6 separate regions of the Mus musculus genome follow, and regions 1, 2, 3, 4 and 6 are each linked to region 5. The links are chromatin contacts, called in public Hi-C and HiChIP or PLAC-seq maps. All regions are on one chromosome and are shown on one strand. The core of a region is the stretch at or near the end of the contact, and the rest is flanking DNA. Distances in the headings are between cores, read along the strand shown. Region 1 has its middle 28 kb from the start of Gm34419. Region 2 has its middle 47 kb from the start of Dusp4. Region 3 overlaps Tnks (tankyrase, TRF1-interacting ankyrin-related ADP-ribose polymerase). Region 4 overlaps Tnks (tankyrase, TRF1-interacting ankyrin-related ADP-ribose polymerase). Region 5 has its middle 6.5 kb from the start of Gm33638. Region 6 has its middle 51 kb from the start of Gm46069.

The links. Hi-C and Micro-C count contacts between places; a contact is called where the count stands out from the background. HiChIP or PLAC-seq counts read pairs in DNA pulled down with a chosen protein or histone mark.
Region 1: a contact with region 5 is called in a Hi-C map of bone marrow-derived macrophages, with 12 read pairs. The contact joins two enhancer-like sites. A contact is called at or near these places in 1 of 484 Hi-C or Micro-C datasets (bone marrow-derived macrophages), 2 of 115 datasets of contacts at active chromatin or transcription factors (astrocytes and embryonic stem cells) and 1 of 9 other capture datasets (embryonic stem cells).
Region 2: a contact with region 5 is called in a Hi-C map of bone marrow-derived macrophages, with 17 read pairs. The contact joins two enhancer-like sites. A contact is called at or near these places in 3 of 484 Hi-C or Micro-C datasets (Th2 cells, bone marrow-derived macrophages and regulatory T cells), 6 of 115 datasets of contacts at active chromatin or transcription factors (CD8 T cells, Th17 cells, embryonic stem cells and 3 more) and 1 of 9 other capture datasets (embryonic stem cells).
Region 3: a Hi-C map of bone marrow-derived macrophages shows a contact between it and region 5, with 16 read pairs. The contact joins two enhancer-like sites. A contact is called at or near these places in 22 of 484 Hi-C or Micro-C datasets (B cells, CD4 T cells, the G1E-ER4 cell line and 17 more), 2 of 115 datasets of contacts at active chromatin or transcription factors (astrocytes and pancreatic cancer cells) and 4 of 9 other capture datasets (adipose tissue, embryonic stem cells, liver and 1 more).
Region 4: a contact with region 5 is called in an H3K4me3 HiChIP or PLAC-seq map of bone marrow-derived macrophages, with 6 times the contacts expected there. The contact joins two enhancer-like sites. A contact is called at or near these places in 3 of 484 Hi-C or Micro-C datasets (CD4 T cells, DN3 thymocytes and the G1E-ER4 cell line), 4 of 115 datasets of contacts at active chromatin or transcription factors (acute myeloid leukemia, astrocytes, bone marrow-derived macrophages and 1 more) and 1 of 9 other capture datasets (embryonic stem cells).
Region 6: a Hi-C map of bone marrow-derived macrophages shows a contact between it and region 5, with 18 read pairs. The contact joins two enhancer-like sites. A contact is called at or near these places in 3 of 484 Hi-C or Micro-C datasets (Th2 cells, bone marrow-derived macrophages and group 2 innate lymphoid cells) and 5 of 115 datasets of contacts at active chromatin or transcription factors (Th17 cells, astrocytes, embryonic stem cells and 2 more).

What each region holds. Positions count from the first base shown.
Region 1 is chr8:35,121,525-35,125,008 of GRCm38.p6, reverse strand. No RefSeq gene overlaps it. Among named protein-coding and RNA genes, the nearest start is that of Gm34419, 28 kb to the right of the region's middle. Within about 2 kb of position 1,513, at least 100 of the 459 cell types and tissues checked have an H3K27ac peak or open chromatin away from gene starts, as enhancers often do. A contact at or near this core is called in bone marrow-derived macrophages, where this site is marked.
Region 2 is chr8:34,759,126-34,762,422 of GRCm38.p6, reverse strand. No RefSeq gene overlaps it. Among named protein-coding and RNA genes, the nearest start is that of Dusp4, 47 kb to the left of the region's middle. Within about 2 kb of position 1,687, at least 71 of the 459 cell types and tissues checked have an H3K27ac peak or open chromatin away from gene starts, as enhancers often do. A contact at or near this core is called in bone marrow-derived macrophages, where this site is marked.
Region 3 is chr8:34,847,278-34,850,677 of GRCm38.p6, reverse strand. It overlaps Tnks (tankyrase, TRF1-interacting ankyrin-related ADP-ribose polymerase), which reads left to right. Exons shown (of 27, transcript NM_175091.3): 18 at 1,337-1,525; 19 at 1,859-2,096; 20 at 3,315-3,397. Among named protein-coding and RNA genes, the nearest start is that of Dusp4, 41 kb to the right of the region's middle. Within about 2 kb of position 1,622, at least 19 of the 459 cell types and tissues checked have an H3K27ac peak or open chromatin away from gene starts, as enhancers often do. A contact at or near this core is called in bone marrow-derived macrophages, where this site is marked.
Region 4 is chr8:34,943,248-34,946,629 of GRCm38.p6, reverse strand. All of the region lies in intron 1 of Tnks (tankyrase, TRF1-interacting ankyrin-related ADP-ribose polymerase), which reads left to right. Among named protein-coding and RNA genes, the nearest start is that of Tnks, 21 kb to the left of the region's middle. Within about 2 kb of position 1,334, at least 55 of the 459 cell types and tissues checked have an H3K27ac peak or open chromatin away from gene starts, as enhancers often do. A contact at or near this core is called in bone marrow-derived macrophages, where this site is marked.
Region 5 is chr8:34,177,889-34,181,395 of GRCm38.p6, reverse strand. No RefSeq gene overlaps it. Among named protein-coding and RNA genes, the nearest start is that of Gm33638, 6.5 kb to the right of the region's middle. Within about 2 kb of position 1,320, at least 2 of the 459 cell types and tissues checked have an H3K27ac peak or open chromatin away from gene starts, as enhancers often do. A contact at or near this core is called in bone marrow-derived macrophages, where this site is marked.
Region 6 is chr8:34,738,727-34,742,317 of GRCm38.p6, reverse strand. No RefSeq gene overlaps it. Among named protein-coding and RNA genes, the nearest start is that of Gm46069, 51 kb to the right of the region's middle. Within about 2 kb of position 2,172, at least 48 of the 459 cell types and tissues checked have an H3K27ac peak or open chromatin away from gene starts, as enhancers often do. A contact at or near this core is called in bone marrow-derived macrophages, where this site is marked.

The DNA.
Region 1 (3,484 bases), core at 264-2,763, 940 kb before region 5:
AAAAAATCCACATGTAGCTTTTGACTTCCTATCTAGCTGGCCAGAGGCTTTTACTGACGACACAACCAGGTCTTTCACATTTATTTTGTATGCCGTGTAAGTACTTAGACCCAGTGCAAGACATGGAGAGCATCAAGGGGTCACTTCTTACTGCCATGTGCTTTACTTAAGAGAGATGAACTGCTAAGGCAGAACAATCAGTGTAACAGGGCAGATGTTTGGTACCTACCCTGGAGCTTACCGCAGTGACAGCAGGAAATGATAATGGAGCTATTGCAGATGCTCACTGCTGAGTGTTAGATCTGAGTTAGCCCCATTAGCTCTATCCAGGGAAGGCTTAGTTCTTAGCCTGAGGTGCTACTGGAGGTGGAAAATAACTTTAGGAGGAGAGGCCTAGCATGAAGAAGTTAGTGTTGATGTTTTAGCCTCTTCCTGTTTCTGTCTTAGCTCCTTGGTCACATTGGGTGAAGAGATCTGTGGCCCATGATCCCGCTATGATATACAATGCACCCAGCAGGCAGAGAGAAACAGAGCCAAAACACTGAAACCTCAGAATTGAGGGAATATCAGCCTTCCTTTCCTTGTATTGATTAGCTCATGTGTTTTGTTACAGTTATGGAAAGCTGACTGAGACACCTATGTAGTAGTTTATGCAGTATAATTAATACCCTGTTATTTCCGTGTGCTTGTATTCCCCTCAACTGCAAATGGCACCAAGTATAATCTGTGTTTGTCTGTTTATGTCTTGAATAAAACTTAGCTTTTTTATAATATCCTCATGTCTTTTATGAGAGTCAATAATATAATTATGATCATCTACATATATGTGTTAGTGACATAACTAGATTTTTATTAATATATACACAAACCTCTAGGCTTCATAGACAAGTTTTTTTGTTGTTCTTTGTTTTTATTTTTATTGTCACACTTCTCAAAAACAAACAAACAAACAAATCTGTAATTCATACTAACAAGACCTGCCAAGTTCCTGCCTGTGTTGATTAAAGGTCAGCTGGACACGTCAGATTTTACTGAAGTTCATTTTAACAGAGCCTTGGGTCCCTCACACACTGACAGAGCATTGCCACTGTCCTGGTCCTTTAGGAGGGAATTGTGTGCCTTTTGTGGGCCCAGGACATGAGGTCAGGATGGGAAACAACTTAAAGGACAGCTAGCTGCAAAGCCTCATGGGAGAAGGCGCAGCACAGAGAGACCTGAATGCAGGGCAGGTGAGAGCAGAAACATCTCGGAGGGGAGCCTGGGCAACAAGGGCCAAATTAACACAGAGTAAAAGTTGGGCTTTCGGGGGAGGATTTTCTGAGATTACAACGGATAGAGTAGAAAAAAGAAATTGCTTTGGCAGAGTCATTTCAGCATTGCAAATGCACAGAAGACGAACTTGGGGAGGGAATGCGAGTTCACCGAGAGCAAATGCAAATCAGGACTGGCTGGCTTCGCGCTCATTTGCATCTGAATCCGCGGATCGTTTCCTGAGAGACAGGAAGTGCAGAACGTTCTGTCACCTTGCCCAGCCGACAATGCTGATGTTGCTGCTGTCACCAGCCGCCTGTTAACAGTATTACCAACTTTGAAAACTAGGGGAAGTGACTATGTACTCCGCACAGACAGGATCTGCTGTACTTTTTGGCTGAACTGACGGGACCCTTTGCTAACCAGACGCCATTTTTTTTTTTTTTTGAGCTCCAACCTATGGCTCTAATTACTGTCATTGTGCACACAGAACCAGAGGCATATGTCCTGCTCCTCACAAAAGATAAAAGCAGGAGGAAGGGAGGCCAATGTTGGGTGTGGGAGTCGGCAAGGAAAAGTGGGGTAGGAAAAGTTTGCTTGCTCCAAAGGAACGCTGAGACTTATGGGTGTTTGTTTGTGTGTTTATGTTATCATTACCCTTGTCACCTTCCCATGATCAATCCCAACGCACCAGGCACTGCTTAGTGAACTGTAGGACAACTCTAATTATTTTAAGGATATTGTAAAGCGGAGGTTCAGAAATATTGAATAATTTACCCAAGGACACACAGCCAATGTATGAGAGACTGGGGTTCTATTTCATGATTCCGAAATCATCTCCACCCACTTACTCATTTACTTCGTACGCCGTTTAGCTGTCTCCAGAGCAATGACAATTTAGAAGAGATTGATCTACTAGGAAATGAATCCAAAGGCAAGAAAATCAAGGTGAAAAGGCAGTGACATTTCCAGGAAGGACAAAGAGACAAGAGGAAGGTTTGGACTATTCCATGCAGAGATCTCAGCATGCTGGTTGCGATTGTTTGGATGGGGTTTATACCTGGACGATTTATTCCTGGAAAATGTGGTTGCTAGTGTGGCAATGCTAAGAAGCGGCAGACCCTCAGGAGACAGAGCCCAGAGTAAGGCCTTCGGGGAACCGATGCTATTCTTGTGGAGTGAGTCCTTGTGGGGAGACTTGTTTTCTACCCTGCCCTGTGATTTCTTCCTCTTGCATGTCCTTCTGCCATGATACCATCTACCATACATAGTGTGATGCCATAGGAGGCCCTTGCCAGAATTGATGTCGTGCTATTTGGACCAGGTCAAGCAATGGAAAGAGAGAGAGAATTTGGTGCCAAAGTATGATGAGCAGGGTTGACTGCCAATGGGAAAGAGGATCCATGAACCAAGTCTCCAGAGGCAGATGTACTGTGAAGTAAGGTTGCAGGGCCTCGTTTCTAAAGACCCTTTACAAAGAAAGGCCTATGGCATACACTGATAATGTACCCATATGGCCGTGTAATAGACAACATAGAGGAAGGAACGTTTTAACTCAGTTCTACTTGGCGTTGTCTTTCCAACTTCCCCTCCTTTCTTCCTGCCCTTGTTTCAGGAGGCTCCAGAGCATCCCTGGGTCTTTGAGGTATCTAGCTGAGGGAAATCTAAGTCCAGGATACATTTAGACCAACTAAATGGGATATTTTGTTAAAAGTTCTGGATCATGTCCACGCACAGCCTATCCCTACATAGGGGTGCCCCCTTTGGGGGGTACATATACTGACTGCTGATTTGGCCAGCTTCCTAACAAGGACACAGGTCACAGCAAGAGAAGAGTGAATTGTTGGGACTGGAGGGATGGCTCGGTGGGAAAAGCGCTTCCCATACAAGCATAAAGGCCTATGCTTAGATCCCCACAACGAACACAGGGCTGGATATGGTGCTTGTGTCTGTAACATCAGCTCTTCTACAGAGACAGGAGACCCCTGGAAACTTGATGGCCAGCTATGCTGGAGTAGACAGCAGCAAACACCAAGAGAGCAAACAAGGTGGACGGTGAGAGCCGACATCCGAGGTTGTCCATTGGCCTCCTCCACAAGCCTAGGGTAGGATGTGTTCATCTGTGTGCATGTGTACAGAGAGATTTAAACAAGTGAAAGAAGAGAGAGAGAATTTTCCAGAGGCCGGCAAGAACTATCTCAACAGTGGAGAAGAAATATGTTTTGAAACGCTG
Region 2 (3,297 bases), core at 438-2,937, 580 kb before region 5:
ACTAGGTTATTCACTCTCCTCTGTCCTCAAGGTTCCTCTCTCCCCCAGCACAAGAGACAGGAAGAGAAATATCTGCAACACCATTGCTATTATCACCATGGGGATAGTACAGAAGATTCATATGTTCTGAGCCTCAAATTTAGCCCTTTTAGGGTTGGAGAGATGGTTCAGCTTTTAAAGCCGGGCTCATGACTAAACAACAGATTAGCCCTTTTACCACATATTGGAAGCAGGGGGGTTGGGGGCTGGTTATGAGTCAGTCTACTGTGGCGTCCATCTGTATTGTGCACGTCCCCTCACTAGGAACTGGAATTGCTGTCACATTGCATTCAATGCTATTTATAGGTCAGTTTATTTATGCATCAGTTAAGATGCATTCCGTTTCTACACATTTTATTTACATATAGATTTGATTTAGATGGGGAGGTGATAAATACCTCTTCCATTCAACACAAGAAGACCTCTCCCTGAAAAGCAGCGTTATTTGTGTCTCTGAGTTCCCCCCAGAGTTTTCTCTTACCTATATGAATAAGCAAGCTTACATGTTACACACACACACACACACACACACACACACACACACACACACATACACAAAGAAAGAAAGGGAGCCACAATTTGATTTGGTGCTAAAACAAAAAACAAAAATGAAGACCAGAAATAAAGTATCTTTTGGCTTGTGCTTCTTAAAACACATCTACTTGTGTTCTTTTTGTGGGTGTGTGTTGGGGGGTGGGAGTGAAGCTGAGACTTCTACCTTGTCAGAAAAGAGTCTTAAGCTCTTTTTCTCCTCTTCCAGTTAAGAAACAGATATTCCTTTCCGCCCTGATATTACTCTCCCGATTTACTACTGGATGGTAGGGAGGGCAGAGCTTTGGGGCAAAAAGCTGAAATGCAGAGCAGACTGGAGGAGCAGAGGAGAGGCAGCAATCGGATGCCATGGGGGGGGACGGGACTGCACCCTGAGCTGCTCCTAAGCTCACAAGGAAGGCATGTGTCCCTTCAAGAGGGAGACTCCTGACCTCACAAGGTATGATGTTCTTGTAACTCTTACCTTCATCCAGACTCGCACACTGATTCTGCCATTTCTCTGGCCTGTGGCCCAGTGTTTCCCAGCCCCAGCCCCAGCCCCACCCCCACCCCGTGCTTTCTCATTTCCTGGTTGGAAAAGGTGCTTTGTCACAATGTGAAGGACTCAGAAGAGGGGAGCGACTGTGGAGCCGTCAGCCTATTAATTTGTAGTAATTTTAGTGGCAGCAAGAATCACAGAGCTGTGACTTTTTTGGTTTTTAGGGGTTTTTGTTTTTGTTTTTTGTTTTTTGTTTTTTTTTTTAGATTTTTTTGTTTTGTTTTGTTTTCAAAAAGTAATTTACTCTCCTCTCTCACTGATGTTCAGTTTTAGTCAGAATCAAATATACTTCTTCCTCCTCGGCTTCCCTGGGTACTGAATCACACAGGCTTGCTGAAGAGGAAGGGCCAGGAGGGCTCACCCTGGTCCTCTCAATGTATGGGCCCCACACATCTCTCACCAATCTCACACAGACTTTCAGGCCTCAATATCATGGTCAGGAAATATATTTGTTTTTTTTCAGAGAAAAAAAAAAAGGTCCCATGGCCAAGGTCATCTGTTGGTTTCTGGTGGTGTTTGTCATACGGCTTCAAACACGGTGACTCATAGTCACAAGTCTGAATAAACCTACTTGCTATCATTTATTAAAAATGAGTTTCCCATCGCGAGGGAGGCTGACTGACCTGTGTAAATCACGCCCCTGGAGCCCAGGGCTGATGAAATTACACTTAATGACACAGTCTCTGAGATGGCCCAGGTCTGCTATTTCTGTGGTTTCTTTTGATTTCTATTTGTTTTGCTCCACAACAAGGTCCTTTGCTGATGGCCCAGCTCTCAATGGAGGTGCAGAATCATGGAAGATGGGCAAAACTTTCCATTCTTTCTCTCCCTGCTGGAAATGGGCTGTCATGAAGTCATGAGCCCAAAACAAAACAAAACAAAACACAACAAACAAAACAAAACAAAACACCACAACAGCCTTGAGTGTTAGGGATGATTGAAGGTGGCACCCGAACAAACCCAGCTTGATTTTTTTTTCCTCTGGTGACCATCTTTATGGTGGGTGGAATATTCTAGATAAACAGCTGAAGGTCTCTTATACCAGTGGGTCCAGCTGCCCTCAGTAGAGATACCTCAAGGGTAACTCTCCCTACCAGGACCTGGTCTTTTGATTTAAGTTCCATAATCTTTTTATTCTATTTAGGGGAAAAAAAAGTACATAATAATCTAAGCCCCAAGAGGAGACTATCAATTTAGAATATGAAATATAAGCCCCAGCACACAGACGACGATAGCCTATTGACTACTGCATTTCCTCCCTGTAGGCTGGTGTGTATGCACAGCCAATTATAACTGCAAGAAGAGCCTGGTAGAACGAGGCTCAGGGGAGAAGGTGGCGGATTTAAAATGTGCATCCAGTCTTATTTACCCCTTCTCTTATTCTCTAGAGCACATGCATGCGCCCGTGTGTGCAGCAGACTTTCTAAAGCAAAAGAAAACCAGCAGCGTGATAGATGACTGACTTGCTATTTATTACTGTTTTTCACTAAGGATAATAAATATATCTACATGCTAAAAAAAAATTTCAACCAGAAATAAATGAAGTGAAAACAAGAGCCTTGCTTCTAGCTTCATCCCCACTCCCCATGGTTGCCAATGTCCTATGCTTTCCTCCAAAGACAGTTGGCATGTGTTACTGCTTCCACTGTCTGTATGTACAGGCAGTCATATCTGTAAACCCTGTTAGACACCTCACTTTTTTTTTTTTCGAGACAGGGTTTCTCTGTGTAGCCCTGGCTGTCCTGGAACTCACTTTGTAGACCAGGTGGCCTCGAACTCAGAAATCCGTCTGCCTCCCGAGTGCTGGGATCAAAGGCGTGTGCCACCACACCCGGCTAATTTGTTTTAACCAGATGGTATATCTTGAACATCCTTCCAAGATAGCTAGCTATCTTACAACTTTTTGCCAATACAAACCTACCACCAAGAAAGAGGTAACTTGAGGTCTATTTTTAACCTGCCGAGGCTGGTAGGATATCCATCTCTCATGGGGAATTCTCTTGCACATGACATGACCTTATTACCCAATGACTTTCTTCCTAGACTCTGACAACTCTGTCTCCCAGCTGCATGTTGACTTCCTATTTCTCAACCCACCCTGTCTCAGTCAGGAATTGGGGACACCCCCCACCCCCTCTGACCCTTTCTGCTGGTAGAATGTAGTTCAC
Region 3 (3,400 bases), core at 373-2,872, 670 kb before region 5:
TCCTTTGTATTGTAGTATGTTTAGTTATCTATACATACAAAGGACAGTTAATTTCTGTGATATTAATACATTTTAAAAAGTACTGATATTCCTTACCAAAAGCATGTGATTTTATAAGAATAAATCATCTGGCAGATTGATTTTCTTTCTCCACTTTCTCATTTTGCAGCGTTTTCCCTAAAACATAGATTCTGTCTGATGGTTTCTTGCCATCACAGTAGTAGACGGTATATACAATGAAATGGGTTGGCTGGAGCCCACATTCTCTTCTCTTGCCCACCTTTTTAACATTGAGTCCCTGTCTTTAGTCAGCGCTTAGTGCCTTTCTCCAGGACAGTCGAGCTGGCTCCTGGTCTTGGCCTTCTCACTCAGTCCTCTGGTCCTGCCCAGGTGACGAAAGCTAAGCTGCAGCTCGCTTGTGCATCTGAGTTACTGTGGTTTGCTCCAGAAGTGTAGCTACTTAAAAAGAAGGAAAAGCTTAAGAATTGTGTTTGACTCTATTTCAGTAATATTCCTTCCTCTTCATTGGTCTTGTAGACATTTGCCAGCCAATTTAGCAAGCTTGTAATTGGTTTCACTAAAGACACTGTAAATTCAATATAAGTAAGTTTAACAATGCATACTGAACACACAGCTCATTTATACGCCCACATTTATACAAACTGTAACTCTTTTTGGACTAATTTTGGAAGTCTATGCAAATTAGTCTACCAAATTGTGTTCCTCTTAATAAAATGCAGGAAACAGCTTAAGTAACTTGTGATATCATCTGAGGGATAGTTTGAAGTTATGCCACGCTTTCGGACTAACTCAGTAGAAGTTGCTTTTTGAAAACATCCTTTGAGTAAAGAAGATAAATTGGGGTTTTTTTGTTTGTTTGGTTGGTTGTTTTTGGAAGTGATTCTGATAGAATCATACATAGCTTTCATGTTAGAAGTTTAAACATAAACTGCAAAGTTAGTTTAATATTCTCATAATCCCAAAGAATCTTCAAGCATTTAGATAAACTAGCCTGTTCTCAGCAGAATCCTAGTGGTTCTGTGCAGACCTCCTCCCGTCTTCATTATCATGTTATCAGGGATACCATGTCTGTCTTAGGAATTCATGATCTCTTCTTTGGAAATAAGTAGTTAGAGGCCAGCCTAGAGAGGCAAAAGAATAGCTGAGTAGGAGACAAGTCCAAAGCACAGGAGAAGACTGTTTTTGATTGTTTGTTTTTAAGAAGTTTCTATTAAGGATGAGGCCTAGGAGGATGGTGAAATCGTAGCAAGGATACTTGACAAATTCTGCTGGGTGGCTTTCTTCTTCAGTGTCCGTGTTCTCTTGATTTTCTCAGCATGTTGACATAGCAGCGTTACTGATAAAATACAACACGTGTGTAAACGCAACGGATAAGTGGGCCTTTACTCCCCTTCACGAAGCTGCCCAGAAAGGAAGGACGCAGTTATGTGCCCTGCTCCTAGCACATGGCGCAGACCCAACCATGAAGAACCAGGAAGGTCAGACACCTTTAGATCTGGCGACGGTAAGTCCTTGTTGCAGGGTGGTGGTTGTACATTAGGATTCCAGGCATGACCTTACCTTCCAGGGCTCAACTGGCACTTCCTGTGGCGGAGTTGGCATTCTTCCTGGAAATCTCCATAGCCAAAACCACATGGCCTCTCACTTCCTTCTGTGCTTCAGTGATATCTCATGTAGAGTCGGCCTCCTTCACTTTGACTTTCACTAACCTTGTCTGACTCTTACAGCCAAAATCACTGTCACTGTCCTTGCCTGATGTCCGTGTCTTTACATTTGGTACTTGGTGAAAATCTTAGCATTAATAATGGTTTTTGTGTTTTCTTTAATCATTTTTTAGGCTGATGACATCCGGGCTCTGCTGATAGATGCCATGCCCCCTGAGGCCTTACCTACCTGTTTTAAACCTCAGGCAACTGTAGTTAGTGCCTCTCTGATCTCACCAGCGTCCACCCCCTCCTGCCTCTCTGCTGCCAGCAGCATAGATAACCTCACTGGCCCGTTAACGGATCTGGCTGTAGGAGGGGCCTCCAATGCAGGGGATGGCGCTGCGGGTGCAGAAAGGAAGGAAGGAGAAGGTAGGTGTACCCCTGGGAACCCTTGTTTGTACACTTTAGCGGACCAGTTACTTTTTCCTTTTTATTATTGAAAGCTTAAAGATAGCCCCTCTCTAAACTTTTGAGTTCAAAGTCATCCAGGACTACATGGTGAGGCCCTAAGTCAAAGACAGGATTGGAGGATGTGAGGGGGAAGGGGAAAGAAAAAGGATTCCTGGGACTTGCTAAGTGAGCTCCAGGTTTAGTAAGATGCTCTCTCTCAAAGGTGGGTGGGTGGGTGGGTGGGTGGATGGATGGATGGATGGATGGATGGATGGATAGATAGTAGATAGATAGATAGATAGATAGATAGATAGATAGATAGATAGATAGGAAGATATTCAACATTGACCTCTGACCTCCACATACACATAGAAATAAATAAAAATAATTCTTAAAAAGAATAAATCAAACTGGGCGGTGGTGGCGCACGCCTTTAATCCCAGCACTCGGGAGGCAGAGGCAGGCGGATTTCTGAGTTCGAGGCCAGCCTGGTCTACAGAGTGAGTTCCAGGACAGTCAGGGCTACACAGAGAAACCCTGTCTTGTAAAACCCAAAAATAAATAAATAAATAAATAAATAAATAAATAAATAAATAAATAAATAAATAAATAAATAAATAAAATAAAAAGAAGAAGAAGAAGAGGAAGAAGAATAAATCAAAATAGTAACTGATACCTTCTTCTTTTCTTTTAAGTCATTGAAAGTACTAATTCTATCAACTATGGTCTTGAGCCTAGGTACTGCTCTTGTAGAGGACCTGGTTTAGTTTCCACCACCCACACTGTTTAGCTCACAACCCTCTTCACCCCAGCTTCAGGGAACCCAGTGTACTCAGCTGGCTCCCAGGGAAACACTTCGCGTGCAGATACGCAAGCATAAAAACACACAAAGCTAAAAATAAATGTCTTAGACATAAAAATAAGGTGGTAGGAATTATATTCCCTGTAGAGTTAATATATACATCTATATTTTAGTTCTCTATTCTATGTGTATTAGAATTAATGTAAGTACTGTTGCTATGCCAAAGAGAAAATTCAGCATAACTTGGAAGTGCCTGATTTAAATTGACATATTTGGTATTGGTTTTTGTCATGTGAAATCATCTGTACAGGCAAGTGTCAAAAAATAGGGTTATGCATAAATGCTGACCTTGCGTAGAATTAGGAAATTCTAAGAGATTTTACTGTTTGTTTTAGTTGCGGGTCTTGACATGAACATCAGCCAGTTCCTTAAGAGCCTTGGCCTTGAGCACCTGAGGGACATTTTTGAAACAGAGCAGGTA
Region 4 (3,382 bases), core at 85-2,584, 770 kb before region 5:
GAGCTAATCTTTTTGCGTTGGAATTTAACCATCTTTTTTTCTTGGGACAGTTTATTTTTACTCCCTGTTTCTTACCTTTTTTGTTTCTGGTAGTTTCTCTGTTGGGTTTGGAGAAAGCACTCCTTTAGTTCTCTGTACTTTAGCATTCTCTCCCTCTCTCTACCTCTCTCCCTCTCTCTCCCCCTCTCCCTCCCCAAACCAGGTTCTATAAGATAGAATAATTTTCAGCTAGGGTCTGCTTTTGACAAATGAGAAATCAACAGGGAAATATACTCCTTTGTGACTTTTGATGAACCAATCAGAAGCTAGTTTATCTTCTAAGGATTAAAAGCTAATATAGTTACAATGAAAGCTAGAAGAGGAAGCAATAACGTTAAATATAAAATATTTGTCATTGGATGGTATATTACAGAGTAATCAGAAACTTCTAACTAGGTGTCTGTGCTTTGTTGTGTATTAGATGAGGTAAACCAGTTGGTACATAGAAGACAAGTAAGGTGGAGGTTCTTTCCGCAGTTCCCAGTACAGATGTTCACAACAGCATACACATTTCTTCCGTAAAATACAGTAAACCCAAATACCTAAAAACATGTCAGAAGAAGAAAGTGGACAGAATGAGAGTGAAGGCATGGTGGTGGAGCTGTCGTGAGATAAACAGCAGCTGCCTTCCACACATCAGCCAGGATGCACATGATTCAGAATGAACTTAGAGTTAGAAGTTCCTCCATGTCTGGACCCTCTGGAGTAGGCAGTGATGTTAGGGAGCCACTGAATACCCTGGGGAGAAAAGTGTTTAAAAGCTCTACAGTTATTGTTCAAAAGCTTCTGTGTTGCTAATTTTTGTGAACGTGACACAGGCATATCTGGGAGGAGAGGGACTCTAGGTTTAGGAGTTTTCTCCATCAGATTGGCTCGTGTGCAAGTCTGTGAGGCAATTTTTTGATTACTGATGGATGTGGGAGAACCCCAGCCCACTGTGGGTGGAGCCATTCCTGGGTAGTTGATGGTAATTCTTATAAGAAACAGGGCTGTTGGGCTGGTGAGATAGCTCAGTGGTTAAGAGCATCAACTTCCCAAGGTCCTGAGTCCAAATCCCAGCAACCACATGGTTGCTCACAACCATCCGTAATGAGAGCTGACTCCTTCTTCAGGAGTGTCTGAAGACAGCTACAGTGTACTTACATATAATAAATAAATAAATCTTTAAAAAAAAAAGAAAGAAAAAGAAACGGGGCTGAGCAAGCCATGCAAAGGGGACAGACACCAGTAAGGAGGGTTTCTTCTCCATGGGTCTTGGTTTCACTTCCTGTTTCCTGACTACTTCCCTTCATGTTGGACTGTGAAGTGGGAAGCCACACAAACCCTTTGATCCCCAAGCTGCCTTTGGTGGTGTTTGATCCCAGCAGTAGAGAGCCAATGAGGCCAGTCTTGTGGCTGGAATTACGTAAACAGTAGATCACTGATACCTTCCCTTCTAAGGTATCTCGTGGATCCTCTGTCACTAAAAGCCCGTTTATCTTTTATGTCAGTGTTCTTGACAATTTCAAGCTTACTTTACTCTTTGTCTTTTGGGTGTTCTTGGATCTTACAATACTTACAGAAAAATTAAAAAATGACATGTAATATGAACTTTGCTATTGTGATCCAGTGCTCGTTGCTTTGTTGGTAGTCAGGTTAGGAAGAAAATGCCTTCTTAGTCTGTTGTTTGCTACTGTTTATAAAATATTTCAGTTTATATTACACCAAACGCCTTTGGGTTTTCTTTTTTGATAACATTGTTCATGTTACCGTTAAGGTTTAAGGTTGTTTCTTGCAGATTTTAATTGTAGGCAAGCTTAAAATGTTAAATGTTAAGTGGAATGACTTTTCCTGGTTTTTTAGCTCAGACCTGGGGAATAAATACCCGTGGCCCTACATCTTGTACTGAAACACTTCAAAGGGCCTTAATTATAATACTTTAAAATCAGTTCTTTAAGAATGTTGCTAAGTGTATTTAGTTAGGCCTTGTACTTTGAATTTAGTTTTTCCTTAAAGTACATTTTTTGTTTTCTTTAAATATGTGAAATGACATTATTTACCAGCAAACATGTGCTGAAATTTACAAATCATCTTACACTCTACTTACATTCTACTGCTCCTGGACAGGGGTAGCTCAATTTTATATCAGAATAGTGAAACCAGAGAGAGCTGGCCATGTGTCCAGTCTGCTGTTCTGGCACAATAGTACTGAGCAGTGGTAGAGGTCCTACAGTCTCGGTTCTGTCCCTCCCTCCCTCGACCATCACAACCCAACCCTTCCCATTATGAGAAGCAAGGCTCCTGGGGAGTTTGAAGGCTTGTTGCTTTGTTCCTGTTGGGACAGAAAAGACAATGATGGATTAGGTGACATCAGTCAGGTCAGGCCACTGGCATTCTGCGAGCCCAGGTAAGGAGCTTGCATTTGAGGAAGGGTCTATCCTGTGGTCTCTCTATGCTAGCTGATGTCAACAGCAGGCATGCGAAGATGAGGCCCAGAGGACTAGTAAGGTCGTTGGATGAGTGTCTAGCTGTTGGCTTACGTCTTTCCCACTTGGACCCTCACAGACCAAGGTGCTCACCCAGAATTTGGGACCCAGCTGTCCTTGCCTTCTAACTCTGTGCCAGATCTTTATTGTTAGACAGGAGAGCAGGAGTGTCCTTAACTAGTTGCCTCTGATTTTGTTCTTGATTCTTTACTTTTTATTGTGATTTGTGTGTGTGTGTGTGTGTGTGTGTGTCTGTCTGTCTGTCTGTCTGTTAGTCTGTCTGTGTGTGTCTGTGTGTTCATACGGAGGGCAGAGGTCCATGCTGGGTGTTCTGCAGTCACCTTCCATCTTAGTTTTTGAGACTGGGTCTCTTTGTTGAGCCTGTAGCTCCAGGGATCCCTCTGTCCCACACCAAGTTCCCAGCTTTCTTCTTTTTTCCTAACGTGGGTATGGGAGATTCAGATTGAGATCCTTATGTCTGCATACCGAGCACTTGAACAGACCGGATCATTTTCCTAGCTCCTTAGTGTTTTTAAAAGAGGATCTCTTTATGTAGCATAGGCTGGCCTACAAACATTGCTCAGTCTCCCTCCAGCATTGTGGGATTAGAGGCATGTGCTGCCATATTTGGCTCTGATGTGCTCATTTTTACATAGTGTATTAGAGTTTCCTGGAGGAGAAGAACAGATAGAATTTATTATTGTTATTATTGCATCCACTAACAGTGAGATAGAACAATTGTTTCACTTGAGACATCTAGGACTGGTAGTTGCTCAGCCTTGAGGCTGGGTGCTTAAGCTATCCCAGTCTGGTGCCCCAAACCTGGTGTGTTCTGGAGACTTTGGTCTCCTATCAGTGCAGGAATGAGCTGCAGCGGT
Region 5 (3,507 bases), core at 71-2,570:
CAGGAACCGGCAGAGTCTCTCCCACACACCCCACGCCCTCTCAATGTGTGCCTATCCCCCTTCACAACCATTGAGTGCTATAAGTGCTGCCTGCCAGGATGCTGGCTGGTCTTGTTGACTTGATCATGTCCCCGTAACCATAGTTATCATGAGTTCAAAAGTACAATAGCTGTGTGCACCCCTACAGCAGCGTTTCACATCCCTCCTCCCCATCCTCTGGCTCAGACAGACTTTCTGCCCCTTCTTCCTGAGGTTCCATGAGCTTTGGAGAAGTGATTGATGCCCCATTTAGCACTGAGCACTTAGTGTGAGCCACCTGGTGACCAAGCTGGGGAGACATGGGAAGGCTTGTGCTGCAGCGTAGCATGACCTGACCTAACTCATGCAAGTTGTCTGTCAGAGGACACAGGACTGAAGTGACCGGGGACAGCTTAGACAGTAACAGAAGAGTTGAGAAAGACTCCAAATACACATATATTTTGATATTTGGGAAAGAGTCAGATCCCATATGACTGAAAGTGTAAAACTAGGGATTAGGGAGATGGCTCAGTCAATAAAGTGTTTATCTCACAGCATGAAAACCTGAGTCTAGGGGGCTGGAAAGATGGCTCAGTGGTTAAGAGCACTGACTGCTCTTCTGAAGGTCCTGAGTTCAAATCCCAGGAACCACATGGTGGCTCACAATCATCCATAATAGGATCTAATGCTGTCTTCTGGTGCATCTGAAGACAGCTACAGTGTATTTACATATAATAAATAAATAAATCTTAAGAAAGGAAGAAAGAAAGAAAGAAAGAAAGAAAGAAAGAGAGAGAGAGAAAGAAAGAACTTAAGTCTAGATCCCCAGACCTGCATAAAAGTCAAACGCAAGTGTACCCACCTTCAGTCCCAGTGCTGGGGAGGCAAAGGCAGGAGGAGCCCTGGACTTTACTGGCCAGCTTACCTAGCCAAATACTTAAGTCCCAGATTCAGTAAGAGAACCTGCCTCAAAAATTAAAGTGGAAATCGATTGACGATAGCTCTCAGTGTCAACATGTGGCCTAAAGAAAGCGGGCACACACCACAAACACACATCATTTATAGCAGATGTTACCCCTATTACCATGTCAGAGAACTTTTTGTATAAAAAGTAACTTTAGAAGAAATAACTTATCGCTCATAACAGTCTGCAAAAAAATTATCTACCTAGAAAGTCTACAACAGCATAACCTGATGTACATTAACAGTTTAAGATAGAAATAAATAAATGTAGTTAAAGGGATTACACTGTCCTGCAGTAGGAAGTACTACTTTGCAAAATGGACCATTGCTGCCCTCTAGTGGCACAAGAAAAACATGAGCTTAGAAACCAGGATAGCCAATGCCTCAAAGAAATACACGTTTTCAAATGTGGGTTTTCTTTCTACCATGAGTTGCTTTATCACAACTTTTTCTTCTTAAGACATATTATTTTTCTTTTATGTGTATGAGTGTTTTACTTGCATGCATGACTGTGTACCATATGCATGTCTGATGCCCACAGGAGTCAGAAGATGTTATTGGATCTCCTGAAACTGGAGTTGCAGATTGTTGTAAGACACCATATAGGTGTTGGGAACTGAACCTGGGTCTTCTGCAAGAACAGAAAGTGCCCTTAACCGCTGAGCCATCTCTCTAGCACTCCAATTTTCGATAGGTGATATTATGAACAACTGTATAACATGGAAACCAGGCACTGCCCTACCCATTGATTAATGTATGACAATCACTATAGCTATAAAAGCGAGTAGTGAAGTCTGAATGTATGTGTGTGTGTGACTCAGTACTGAAACAAATGCTTGCCACAGGCAAGACCCTGGGTTCAGGTCCCAGCAACATCAAGAAAGAAAAAAAAAAGGAAGACAGACAGACAGACAGTTATTAGCAGTGATATCAACAACCTAAATCTCTCCTGTGTTCATAACAAGCACACACACAGACTCACAGTCACACAAACTGCACACACACATTCTCTCTCTCTCTCTCTCTCTCTCTCTCTCTCTCTCTCTCTCTCTCTCTCCCTTCTTCCCTCCTTCCCTCTCTCCCTCTTTCTCAGTCTACAATCCAGGATCTAGCCTTCAGCTACCGTTCCAGCACCATGTGTGCTGCCCTGCTCTGCATCAGCTCCTGCCTCCCGGTTCCTGCCCTGCTTGAGCTCCGGTCCTAGCTTCTTCCAATGATAAACGGTGCTGCGGAAGTATACACTAAATAAGCCCTTTCTCCGCTGAGTTGCTTTTGGTGATGTAACCCTAACCATGACACCATCCTCCCCTTCCTCTTGTAAAAGGTGCCTCAACATCCCAAAGGCAGCATTCGTGAACCCAAACGGTTTCTGAGAAACGTAGGTGCATTTCCTTCTGTTAGCCTGTTGGATATCCTAGAGAACCCCCTTCCTCCCTCTTGGGCAACCTTTGATCTCTACAGACTGTAAGCAAGGGTGTTCCTGAAGCCACTTATTAAAGCCCTGTTATGGGCTCCCCCCAAAGCAATGGCTGCCTATTCACCCTAGATTTATTCCCTGAAGAGCATGGAGGCTGTCTTACTGAGACAAAGATGGACTTCATCGTGACTCAGTTACCCACCCATGCAGAAAGTTGGAAGACTGTGTCCAGGTGGCAGGTCTTCCGACAGTCACGTCCTGAGTCCACATTTCGGCATGGATCTCAATATTCTACAAACCCAAGCAGCACATACACTGAAGATATAAACTGCACTCATCTGGCCAGGCAGTGATGGCACGTGCCTTAAATTCCAGCATTTGGGAGACATAGGCAGGTGGATTTCTGAGTTCATGGCCAGCCTGATCTATAGCATGAGTTCCAGGACAGCCAGGGCTATACAGAGCAACCCTGTCTCGAAAAAAACAAAAACAAACAAAAACTGCACTCATCTGACACCGTTGTCTGGAGTGGCCATGGCATAAACATGTGTCCAAAATCTATCTACATTGCTAAAAATTGGAGAAATAAAAAATATAGACAGCATCTCTCAATAAAGGTATACACAGATTAGAATTATGCTATGATGATGTGAAAGACATAGACAAATTTGCTATGAAAACTGTTTGGAAGGCATGAGTTCTAACCAAAGAAACCTCTTGCTTCTAAGTAGAGAGGCCGTCCCCAGAGCTGAAGGGGAAGATGCAATGGAGGGAGTGGGACACACCAAGTTTTCCTCTCCTTTGATATTCTTCTGAATTATTTGAATTTTCTACAGGGGAAAAAAACTTGTATTACTTTTACTTCTTATGGAATATGTATATAATACTTAAAATCACTAAACTATGTAAGGTCACAGAAAATTCAGTTTTTAATACAGCTCAACAGTGTGTGAACTAGTGAGAAGACCACTTATGGTAAGAAGAAGAAGAACAGGATGAAGGAGAAGAAGAAGAAGGAGGAGGAGGAGGAGGAGGAGGAGGAGGAAGAACAGGAGGAGGTTGTGGGGAGGAGGAGAAGGAGGAAGAAGAAGAGGAAGAGGAGAAGAAAA
Region 6 (3,591 bases), core at 923-3,422, 560 kb before region 5:
CACTCTTAAAGGTGGGTGAGTCACTGGTTTGCTGTGGATCTGTGGGCCTGTGTTCTTTTCCATAACACTCATGAATGATATTTAGTGTTTTTTGGGGATGACTATGAACACTGATCTAACACTGCCCTTGGACTACATGTGACTATTTACATGTTCACATGTGTATGTGGGGTGGCTCACATGCATAAATATGAGGAGTGTATGGGGACCAGAGATCAACATTGAGATTAAGTCTCTTTTTTTTGTTTAGGGAGACACTCACAATGGATTCTGCATTATGCAACAATGTTTAAGTTAAAGCAGAAGAAATTCTGTGGGGGGGCGGGGATTAAAATGGGGGACACTGGAAAAATCCAAGGGATGCTGGAAAGTAACAGGTATGATGAAGAAAGAAGTCCCCATACATGAATAAATTAACACCCACAATGGATAACAGTTTGGATAGAACTTGAAAACTCAAGAAGGGTTGGATAAAACTCTGCCTAACCTTGAACTCCAGTTACCTGTGTGGCTTGTACAAGCACAGTCCTTCGGACTGAGCATTCAAAAGTAAAGTTTTTGTGTAATATAAAAGTCTTTTCCCCTTGGCCTCTTTCTCTGCCTAGGAAGTACGTGAAACAGCCTCTTTCGGAATTATGCTGTATATGGCTTGAAAAAAACAGTTTGATAGCAAATGATTCTTTTGGTTTCCGTCTTGAATAGACTGGAAATTTATAGACCCTCTGAGCTGCATGGCGTGGGGAAGTCATTCGTTGGTAGTACTCTCCCACCTGAAGCTTGATGATTAAAGCCGTTCTCTCCCCCGGGGCTGCGTTCCTGTTTCAGAGGCCGATCTGTCACAAGTATACGGGGATTAAGTATTACAGAAGCATTCTGGGCTATTAAGTATAACACACTGTTCTGATGATGTTTGCATTCGGCCATGGCTTGGAGTCATCCTGCATATAAGAGCCCTCAAGAAAACTCTCTCATTAGCACATTTATCCACGTCTCTAAAGGTAACAGCTCTCAGCAAATGTCAGCACACTTATTGGTCTTTGACTAATACAGGCTTGTCAGCAAGGGGGCCGTGAAAGGGCACCCAGTGTAAAGGAAGCGACCGTTCCCCTCCTCATCTCTCTCTTGAGAGTAAATTGGGGCCATTATGCCGCCTCTGCAGGTCATACTGGTAAATGGTTTGAAGAACGTTTCGCTAGGCCTGGCCTTATCAACAGCTACAGAAGAAGCGATGAGGCTGCAGACACCTGACCACAGCTGAGGCGTCTCTGGAAAGGGTTTCAACTCTTACCCTTTAGAACAGCATCGCTGTGAACACAGGCGGGAGGGTAGGCATCAGAGCAAGATGATAACATTAGATGGGGTATACTGATATGGTAGGTTCAAGGCAGTCACAAAGTCTGCAGCTCCTCCCTTCAAGTCTCTTTCCTCAGCCTTTCAGGCCGGACTGCCCTTGTGACCAGTAGAACACTGGGGGCAAGAGTATGGCAGTATATGACTTCTAAGGCCAGGCTTCAGGATACCTTGCATCTGTCTACATCCTCATAGAAAAATGGTACTGCTGTGTGAAGACCAGGCTAGCCCACTAGAGAATGACACTATGTAGAATACAGTTGAGCAACCCTAGTTGGCATCCTTCAGTCTAAGTAGCTCTCCTGCCAAAACATCGGGCAGTGTCAGGAAAAGTCACCTGACCTCTCAATCCTTGCCCCACTTACTGACCCTAAGAACTGTAAGCACGAAAAGTGGTTTATTTGAAGTACTAGACATCACAGTGTCTTTCATAGCGCAATAGATGACTAACACAGCCCGTTCTGAAACTAACCTAACCACAGTCACAGGAAAGAGAAATGTAGGTCTTAAAAAAAAATTGAGCCCGGCAGTGGTGGCGCTTGCCTTTTATCCAAGCACTTGGGAAGTAGAAGCCGCAGATCTCTGAATTTGAGGCCAGCGTGGTCTACAGAGTGAGTTCTTAGAGAGCCGGTATTACACAGAAAAACCCTGTCTTAAAAACCAAAAACCAAAAACAACAAAAAATTAAGTGTGCGTGTGTGTGTTTTCCGTGTGTGCAGATGTTAATAGAGACCAGAAGAGGTGTCAAATCTCATGGAGTTGGAATTACCGGCAGCTATGTATTGCAGGATTTCCCCTGTCCAATTACATTAGGGCAGGAGGAGGTCTGTGATTTGTCAGGGAAAAGGGAGGTGGAGCTAAGAGTTGCAGAGACAGAGAGCATCTCAGAGAAGGTAGGAAGAAAGGAGGAGAATAGAGGCCGATGTGAACCAGCATGGCCTTAATCAGCCATCTTCCTTCCTCTCTGAGACGCAGACTCTGCAACTCTTAGTTCCGCCTCCCTTTCCCCTGTCCAATCACAGTCCTCCTGCTGCCCTAATGTAATTGGACACGGAAAATCCTGCAACAGCTCTGAGCTGCCCAATGATATGGGTGCAGAAAGCAAACTTAGTTTCTTGGGAAGAACAGTGAATGCTCTTAGCCACTGAGCCATCTTTTAACCTGCGCCCCTGATGCAGGCAGCTCTTGATGGTGAATACAGAGCTACAGCAAGCTCTAAAGTAATTTCACGTGAACAAATTGGATCCTACTAGAAATACCATAAGCCATGATATTTTTGTATGACTTTGGATCAGCTATTCTCCAAATCAGCACAGAATTGTCTTCCTCTTCTTAAATAGTACCTTAGGACCTGGCGGACTTCTGAAATTTTCCTTCTATGATAGGACAAGGGTGAAGCAGAATAGGACGAATGATTTCTGATGTCCTACAGCCCCATAGGGTGACCATGATTGGTAGCCACGGTACATTTTGAAGACGATAGAAGAGAGAATTTTGAATGTTTTCAACATGAGAGGGTCAGAGCTTGTGGTGAGAGACGTGCCAGGTCCCCTGATTTGATTATTAGTCTTCGTATTTGTTCATTCAAATATCACGCTGTGCCCCCAAAACACAATTATTACATCAGTTCAAATAATGTATGTTTAATAACATGGTCTGGTGCAATGCTGGCATACATGGAAATGATGGAGCTTATGAATGAATTCCTAGGCATTTTGCAAGGTAAATATTAAATATTTTTATAACTGAAAACTTATATAAAATTTGATCATTTATGTTTTGTCCCTAGAATATAGCTCAGTTATAAGGTTCTTGCTTAGCATTCACAAAGCCTTGGGTCCAAACTTCAACAGTGAAAAAAAAACATGTTGCCAAGGTGAAAAATACCCCAAAACCTATCACTTCCTATTGACATTAGTACATGCTATTCTGTGTCTGTTCCTGGGGTTATTAATATCTGTTAGTTCACTCAGGTACACTTGCCTTGCTGCATGGTGTGCTCCTGTGTATATCTTTGCATAGTGTGACGACATTAGTTACTTTAGTGAAACCATCAGCAAAAGCTGTAAGAGAGCAACATCACGAAGGTGGGCTTCACTTTGCTTCTCTGTTCAGAGAGTTCTATGGTAGCCTGGCCTGAAATACATACATCACGGTGACATTCACTTCAAGGTGGTCAGGGAACACAGAACACATAAAGGGGCCAGGGAAAGATATATCCATCAAGGGACTGTTCCTTGA